2 separate regions of the Mus musculus genome follow, and region 1 is linked to region 2. The links are chromatin contacts, called in public HiChIP or PLAC-seq maps. All regions are on one chromosome and are shown on one strand. The core of a region is the stretch at or near the end of the contact, and the rest is flanking DNA. Distances in the headings are between cores, read along the strand shown. Region 1 has its middle 23 kb from the start of Gzmb. Region 2 holds the start of Gzmc (granzyme C).

The links. HiChIP or PLAC-seq counts read pairs in DNA pulled down with a chosen protein or histone mark.
Region 1: an H3K27ac HiChIP or PLAC-seq map of CD8 T cells shows a contact between it and region 2, with 10 times the contacts expected there. The contact joins the enhancer-like site here to the promoter of Gzmc in region 2. A contact is called at or near these places in 3 of 39 promoter capture datasets (Sertoli cells, embryonic stem cells and macrophages), 1 of 15 datasets of contacts at CTCF or cohesin (CD8 T cells), 2 of 484 Hi-C or Micro-C datasets (CD4 T cells and nephron progenitors), 6 of 115 datasets of contacts at active chromatin or transcription factors (CD8 T cells, T-cell acute lymphoblastic leukemia, embryonic stem cells and 1 more) and 3 of 9 other capture datasets (adipose tissue, liver and pancreatic islet).

Annotation. Positions count from the first base shown.
Region 1 is chr14:56,282,550-56,287,137 of GRCm38.p6, reverse strand. No RefSeq gene overlaps it. Among named protein-coding and RNA genes, the nearest start is that of Gzmb, 23 kb to the right of the region's middle. Within about 2 kb of position 2,552, at least 23 of the 459 cell types and tissues checked have an H3K27ac peak or open chromatin away from gene starts, as enhancers often do. A contact at or near this core is called in CD8 T cells and memory CD8 T cells, where this site is marked.
Region 2 is chr14:56,232,479-56,236,924 of GRCm38.p6, reverse strand. It overlaps Gzmc (granzyme C), which reads left to right and starts at 2,268. Exons shown (of 5, transcript NM_010371.3): 1 at 2,268-2,397; 2 at 2,898-3,048; 3 at 4,093-4,228; 4 at 4,426-4,446. The coding sequence starts at 2,343.

The DNA.
Region 1 (4,588 bases), core at 1,303-3,802, 50 kb before region 2:
AGTTTCTGCCACAGGGAGCACATAACAACACAGCTCAAGTTTGCCTTGCTGTCTCTTCCAGGATTCTCTGAGATGGGAAAGCTGAACCAGACCTTAATGCAGGGGGGAAATGTTTGCTTCCAGCAACCTCTCAGTCAACCAGGGCTGAGATACTCAACCTATCTTGATACAAGATACTCAACCTATCCAGTCAGCCCCTGACACATACACTTCCATGCTACACACACACACACACACACACACACACACACACACACACACACACTATATTCAGAGGAAATGTGGAGGGATGATACTTGATTAGTACTAGGGTCAATGCAAGATACTATTTCTTAAATGGAGAGAAAGAAAGTGGAAGAGAAGGCTTAAATGAAGCAGACTAAGTAAACAAGAGGATAACAAAAGATAGGATGCTAATTTTTATTTATTCAGACCACACACTAGGTGAGGGGGTTAGTGTCCTTTCCTCCTATTTTCTCTGTTCTCAATTACCCAGAAAGATATTAAATTTTCAATAGTGAATCATCTCTTATTAAAACTGTGTTCACTTTCCTATTACTGTGTAACAAATTATACAAACTCAGCAGTTTAAAAAGCCCCCAATGTCTCATAGTTCTGTAGAAGTAAAGTCTGGGTGGCCGTAGCTGTGCTCTTGGCACGAGTGTTACAAAGTCAAAGCCAAAGCACCAGCAAGGGTGAGCTCCCATCTGGAAATACCAGAGAAGAACCGAGAGAGCCCACACTCACTCAGGTTATTAATAGGCTGCCGTTCCTTGCAGCTAGGCTGGTTTCTTGCTACCATCAGTGTGCGGCAACTCTCAGTTTTGTCCTTGCCACTCCATGCCTTAATTTTCAAACTGGCAGCAGTCTCTCAAGTTCTTCCCAAAGTTGGATCTTCCCTGGGTCTCTCTTCTGCGACCAGTTGTAGAAAACTCTGCTTTTGAGTGGCACCTGTAGATTGGACCCTTTCTGTGTGTCCAGTGCAATCACTGAAGCCCTATCTTGATATATCCATGATGTTTAGCCAAATGTGAAGAGGGGAGGTACATAAGACTGAGGATCACAAAGGTTTTTCCATGGACTCCAAGAATGGCAAGGACAGAGATCTTAGGTGAAAGAAGGGACAAAACCGGGAGGATTCTGCACAGAGAAGCATGAAGAGGTGAGTTTGTAATACCCCCCTTCAAGGACATTAGGATTTTTCTGGATCAATTTCAAAAGTACCTCATGTGTCAGACACTCAAGAAACATGAACACCAGTCCAATCAAAAGGTACAGAGGCCTGAAGAAACTGAGATGACAACGTGAACAACCGAGAGGACGTGGGACATTGCTAACCTGACTCTGACCTAGGAGACCATGAGACACTAGGGAAGGGCCAACCAACATCCCTGAAAGACAAGGAATGTTTCCCTGTCCCTGGGCTTCTCCTAGACACCCAAAAAGGGGTTCAGCATAGACTGATTGGAGACAAAGAAGGATTAACTGTGAAGAGGAGGACAAGCTGGTGATCTGAGAACCCAGAGCTTAAACTCAGAGCTTCTCTAGTGTGACCTAAGAAAGACCGACTCACCCTTACTCGAGAGAAAGGCAAGAGACACCAGGACAAGTAAGCAGGAGGAAGGTCATTCATGATCTAGACACCAGGTGATATGCATATCCACTAAGACAAAATAGCTGCACAATTCAGGAAAGTGTCCTGTCCTAACTCGGCCAGTGTGCTGGCATGGTTTTCTGAGGGAAAAAAAGCAAACTATCTTGAGAAAAGCGCACTGTGTCTACTGTGAACAGCAGTGCCATGTGGAAGGCGGCAGCCATATTACCACGCACAGGCTTGCCTTTCATCCTTTTGAGCACACTTTTCTGGATCTGCATTGATTTGGGAAACGAATAAGAAATGTAAAATGTGGGATGAAGACTGGTTGGTTCTCATTTAACCCCCAGTTAGCACCTGCACCCTGGGTTTCTGACTGACAGAAAGGTCCATGCCTTAATCTTGAAGTTGCTTCATTTTCCCGTCCAGTTCCCAGCTTAATCTCCTACAGATATATAGATATATAGCGACCCAGCCTTTTTGCTGCACAGCAGCACGGCCTCTAATGCCAGTCTAGATGCCCTTTTCTTGTTTGACTGTGACAGGTCTCACTTTGTAGCTTTTTAGCACAGCCTGAAGTTGAACTCACACTCAAAGCAATCCTCCTGTCCCAGACTTCTGAATGTTGAAGTTATAAATGAGAGCCAGCCACCACACTTGACTTGGGCACCCTGTTTCTATTGGGGTGAGGGCTATAATGAGAGGGCCCAGAATTGTCCTCTCTTCTGGAAGCTTCATAGGTGACACTCCAGAGACAGATTGAGCCTCTGTCATCTGTGGCAAGATCTCAAGATCAAAAGCTTACTTGGCACACACCCTGCCCTGATTTGCATAAAAAAGTTAGAATAATTCATATGCGAAATGTCTTTCAAACATCCATAGGAAGTGCTGCTAGAGGTGGTAGGACTTGCATTAAGTTTCAATCAAAGGCAGATAACAGGTTCCAGGCAAGCTGAATGACCACACAGCCCACACAGCTGCAGCTTAGAGAAAAGAAAGGTGACATTTCCTGGTGATCTCAAGTAACCCTACATGGCTCCAAGACCAAATGGGAAGCCAATGACAGTTTCAGACTCAGTCCTCTGAGTCACCCCTGTCCCCAACACACACACACACACACACACACACACACACACACACACACACACACCACACACTTTTGGCACCTAAGAAAGTTTTGCTTTCTTGTATTTGTAGGAAATTGAAAGCTACTAACATGTTTTTAGAATGCTGAAGTTATAAATGAGAGCTAGCCACACACTTGACTTAGGCACCCTATTTCTGTTGAGGTGAAGGCTGTAATGAGAGGGCCCAGAGTTTTTCTTTCTCCTAGAAGCTCCAGGGGCAGACTGAACCTCTGCCATCCATCTGCTGTTAGATTATTTATTATTTTATGTGCATTATATACCACATGTATGTCTGGCGCCTGTGATCTGTGAAGATCAGAAGAGGGCACTGAGTCCCTGGACCTAGAGTTAGGGATGTTTGTAAGCCACCATGTGGGTTCTGGGATCTGAACCTGCAAGAGCAACAAGTGCTGTTAGCCACTAAGCCATCTCCTTATTAACTAGCTTTAAAAAGAGTCAAACAATCAGATTAAAAAAATTGAGGATTTGACTCTGGCAACTGGTAACTGGCATGAGGAAAGTGAAAGTGAAAGGCAGCAAGAGAGAGAGAGAGAGAGAGAGAGAGAGAGAGAGAGAGAGAGAGAGAGAGAGAGAGAGAGAAGAAACACCAGGCAAAGGAAGGGATGGGATATATAGGCATAGGCAATGAGTTATGCAGAATTTGCAAGGCTTCTGAGATACCCTACTTTAAATGATTAGCAATAGTGATATAGGGGTACAGGGAAAGGATAATTCTAGATATGAGGATAAAAATCATCTGGTCCCCTATATTTCCATGGAAACTCATGGGGTTTTCCAGGCAAAGTATCCCATGGAAGGCCTGGGGGCATGGAGAAGAAAGAGTGAAGTGAGCTAATATTCAACTCCTATGGCAACTTCCCGCAAAGTTTCAACACATCTTGGATACTCAGAAGACCTCTGAGATGGAGCCCTGTGAAGAAAGGGCATGACTAACAAGACCACCAAGAGAAGCAGATATTGCCTGGGGGCCCCCTGGGGGGATGTACCAAGGGATGGCCGCTGGAGAAGGAAGGAAAGATGATCTCTATGGCCACAGTTCATCCGCTAGCCCCAGGACTCTGGCACTGGCTGTCCTCACTATGTCTTATTTCTGTGTTGTCCTGAGAGACAAAGCCAATAATGGGGGGGGGGGCGCAGAAAAGAACAGCTGTTGCTCAGGGTTATAGGCCATGTGGACAGTAGCTATGAGAAGTGAGGCTATTACACAGCAAAGCATCGTGGGTGACTGTTGCCTTTCATTTTGTTTGCTTCCCAACTTAAAAATAGGAGGAGGGCAGCAGGAGAGATGACTCAGTAGTTAAGAGCACTGGTTGCTCTTTCAGAGGACCAGAGTTCAATTCCCAGGACCTACATGCCAGCTCACAACCATTTGTAACTCCAGTTCCATAGATTCATAACCTCTTCTGACCTCTAAGAGCCCCAGGCACACACATGCAAAGCCATATCTATCTATCTATCTATCTTTATTAGTGTTTAAAAGGTGGCTTACCCCATGCTAAGCCTTCAGAAACCCCACTTTCACTTGATATTTTAAAATAACTGCATTTTAAAGAAGGCTGCCCATATTCTGAATTTCAAACACATTGTTAAAATTTTTAGTCTATTATTTATGAAACTTCCTCCAGAGAAACTAATCACTGACCTATGTTTGAGATTTACTTCAGTTGACACATGTGAATACAGTGCTTTCATTTTACCAGTTTATCTCCTATGAAAATAAGAGTTCATTCTTAACACAGCTTACTTGTTTCCAGTCTTTACTTCTAGAACAGTTGCAGGCAGTTTCTTGAATGGGTGTCTGTGTGTGGCATGCACATTGCAATGCAGGGCCTTCAATACTGGTGAG
Region 2 (4,446 bases), core at 1,019-3,518:
ATTTGGGACAGACTTCACAATGAAATCTGAATTACCACTTTAATCTTCCAGTGTATTTAACTACTCATTTCATCTTTAAGGTGAAAATCAACTTGTCAATACTGTGTTTCAAACCATGAATGTTCTGGATAAAGAAGGAATTATAGTGAGTTCAAATTAAACTCAATTAATTGTATGCATTTCAACCCAGATGAATGGAGATTTGTGAACAGTGACATGGCCTTGCTTTGACATTTAACATGAGAATTTAAAATCATATTTCAAGATGTCCAGATATAATGCCATTAGTTTGATATTTTCAAAAGTCCATTTTTGGTCCTTCAAATGGAATGCATAGAACTATAATCCTTCATTCAAATGAAAAATATTTTTCATCATGTCCCTTCATGACTTTTATAGGACTTTCATGGATCTTTCTCAGAGATAAATGTTCACACGCTACCATGACACTGTATTCACACCACCACTTATTCACAGCACCTACATTTGTGAGCAACTAGTTTCAAGAATTGAGCACACAGGACTGCAGAGATGGCAGAAAAGTATTAACAGTACACACTACACTTGCTGAGGACCCAAGTTCATTTCTGAGCAGCCACATTGAATAGCTCATCACCACTTATAACTTCAGCTCCTCTGGCTTAAGAATTCACTAAGATCAGAGCTATGTTGATCAAACCAAAGAGTGAAACTTTTGTTTTTAAAAGCAATAGAGAATATCCACCCTGATTCTTGTTGTCTTCCTTTGTTTGTATGATAAAGCATACCAAAATAAATATTACTACTTACAGGTTTTCAGATATCACAAACATGGACCCTGCTCTATTATTTTAAAAAGATTCTCTACAAATGGACTCTCATATCATTAAGATTATTTTATTCTGTAGGCTTTTGTTGCTTATCTGTGTGTGCACATATTGTGTCATTTATGCACAGTCTCTTTCAGGGTGAATGATCAACATTTATTATAGCTTGTATAAGCAATGTGCAGCCTAAACCAGTAACCTTTCAATGTAGAGCAGAGAAGCCAACATACTGCATACCCATGGACTAGATAATTAATTTTTAGGCAGTTAGTACTTTTAATTGCATAAAGACTAAAGACTTTAGTCTATAACTAAGATGAGAAAGCCTCTCTTGGTTCCAAAATATGACAGGAGAAAATTTAAAAGTATCTGAAATCCATAAAGCAGGATAAAAATGTAGGTTTTGGTAGCTCTGCAGTCTTTTGGATGCATGCGTGCGCGCACACACACACCTATGCTTAGAGTGAGGTCAGCCAGTCTCACCTCCCAGAGTAATCTCACTCAGTTCTTACTATCTACTGTTCTAAAAGAGGCTCTCAGATCCCCCAGTCAACATCAAACATTTCAAGACCTGCATCCTTGTCTCTCTCCCTCTTGGATGTAGCCCATTAAATAACAATCATGATCTAATAATGGACTTTCTTACTTGATAGAAAATGCTAGGCAAAGTGGTAGAAAATACCATTGAGAGTCAACAGCATGGAAGCCAGTGCTGATCTAATCTTACCTATCTTTGAGTTCAGTCCTGAAGCTCTTGCCTCAGAGATAAAAGGCAATACCTAGTAAACTTTAAGTGTCATTTTTGATTTGTTATTACACTTAACTATGTATGCCTGTAACACTTGGTCATTGGATATGGGGCAAACACTTGCCTTTAAGATTTCTCTTGTGAAATTTTCATAGCAGTATCAGGAGAATTAGAGTTAAGATTAATTCATGAGGATATTCAAAGAGATTGTTCCACAGTATGATCAGTAGTCCCAAATATTAATGAGATGATATTCTGCAATACAGTGTGAACTCTCACTAAGCACTGTGTAACTGTGAGTATTATAACTGCTGTAAGATAAATTGGTTGTCAATATTGTTTTAAAAAGGAAGGAAGGAAGGAAGGAAGGAAGGAAGAAAGAAAGAAAGAAAGAAAGAAAGAAAGAAAGAAAGAAAGAAAGCAAAAGATAAAGAACAAGGGAGATCTTATTGAAATGAAAAGGGTGTAAGAGTTAGAAAAGGACACATGTTTGTCTCCGTGCAGTCATGATGGACTTCCTGAGGTCTCAGGCCTCCTTAACCACAGCCTCCACATCCTCTACTTTCTTGATCTTCATCCCAGTTTAGCTTACCTCAGGAGGTCAGTGTGGTAACAGTGTCATTTTTACCCAAACCAGAAAAATTCCTTAAGTAATGTGACGTCAATCAGAAGCAGAGGTGCATAGGTTCAAAATGCCTGTGAGCCCCCTGAGCCCACACCTCCTTCCTCCCCTTCCAAGGGCTTTGTCTACTCTGCCCTCCTCCATCCTGAGCAGCCTTCCTGGGAAGATGCCACCAGTCCTGATTCTCCTGACCCTACTTCTGCCTCTCAGAGCTGGAGCAGGTGAGTGAACACCCCTGTGGCAGTGATGCCGTCCCATGGCACCTCTGCTGACTTTCTGCCCAGCGGTAGTCAGGAATTGTTCTGGCACTGGACCCAGGATGTTTCTGAATGTCAGGTCCCATAACAAACCCAGACTTAGAAATCTGACACTGGCCTAATTTTCAACAAGGTCTGAAGAAAGGAGATGCTTTCAGAAAACTTAGTAGGCACTAGCTTCTCCCAACATTTTTTCATCACCTGGAGACTGGATCATCCTTACAAAGAGATGTGACAGAGAATGTAAAGATACAAAAATGTGCACCATTTACTTTATTTCAGCCTAGGGAATGAGCAGCTTTAATGAGGCTTAAGATTCAGCCAGGATTATTCTATGTGCAAGGAATCCAGTCTTCAAAAGCCTTGAGGGACTTCAGATTCCACTCTTAATTATTCCCTCCCTAGATTCCTCTTGGCCACAAATATTGCTCCCAGACACCAAATATTCTAGGCTTTTCTTTCAGAGGAGATAATCGGAGGCAATGAGATCAGTCCACATTCCCGTCCCTACATGGCATATTATGAGTTTCTGAAAGTTGGTGGGAAGAAGATGTTCTGCGGAGGCTTCCTGGTTCGAGACAAATTCGTGCTAACAGCTGCTCACTGCAAAGGAAGGTGAGGAGAAGCAGATAGCTCACATCTTCTGAAACATCCACAGGGGCTTCTGTCCTCTATTGTGGAAGCTCCCCTGAGGGCTCACTAGAAGTCAGGGTTGCAAAAATTAATGTCTGACAAGAGGTATATTTGAGGTAAAAGGGTGAGAGGTTAAATCCAGCATCATACTTGAGTTGATCAACTGCACTGGCCAAACAAAAGTAGTGGTTGAGATTAAAAGTTCATGTAGCTGTCTCTTGTGAGACTATGCTGGGGCCTAGCAAACACAGAAGTGGATGCTCACAGTCAGCTATTGGATGGATCACAGGGCTCCCAATGGAGGAGCTAGAGAAAGTACCCAAGGAGCTAAAGGGATCTGCAACCCTATAGGTGGAACAACATCATGAACTAACCAGTACCCCGGAGCTCTTGACTCTAGCTGCATATGTATCAAAAGATTGCCTAGTCGGCCATCACTGGAAAGAGAGGCCCATTGGACACGCAAACTGTATATGCCCCAGTACAGGGGAACGCCAGGGCCATAAAAATGGGAATGGGTGGGTAGGGAAGTGGGGGGGAGAGTATGGGGGACTTTTGGGATATCATTGGAAATGTAATTGAGGAAAATATGTAATAAAAAATATTTTTTAAAAAAGTTCACATTAAGCCGGGCTGTGGTGGCGCACACCTTTAATCCCAGCACTTAGGAGGCAGGGACAGGCAGATTTCTGAGTCCAAGGAGCAGGGACAGGCAGATTTCTGAGTCCGAGGCCAGCCTGGTCTACAAAGTGAGTTCCAGGACAGCCAGGGCTATACAGAGAAACCCTGTCTCGAAAAACCAAAAAAAAAAAACAAAAAAAAAAAACACATTAAAAGTTTATGTAAACTTCAGAATAATGCCTAGATGCAAGAGTGAACCTCCTGGAATTTCATGTCTTTGAGACCCTCCTGTGTCCTCAAGTCCCCTCAGCTACAGTTCCATCCTGCCTACCTTGCTTTACACAGGTCCTGCACTACATCCCCTCTGACTCCACATCTCTGCTCTCCACTCTGCTCTCTCCACAGCTCAATGACAGTCACACTGGGGGCTCACAACATCAAGGCTAAGGAGGAGACACAGCAGATCATCCCTGTGGCAAAAGCCATTCCCCATCCAGACTATAATCCTGATGACCGTTCTAATGACATCATGCTATTAAAGGTGAGACCTGCCATCCTCCCAGTCACATACCCCCACCCCTCATCCCACCTCTGGTGCCTGTGCTCTGCTTGGTACAGGGCTCCTCCCTGCCCTCCTTCTCTGATCTTGCTTCTTCCCTTCTTCCATTACAAGTTTCAGTGTGACCCAGAGCATCACCCTCTTGGCTGAGCTTCTTTCTCCTGTCTCTTCCCTATCAGCTGGTGAGAAATGCCAAGAGG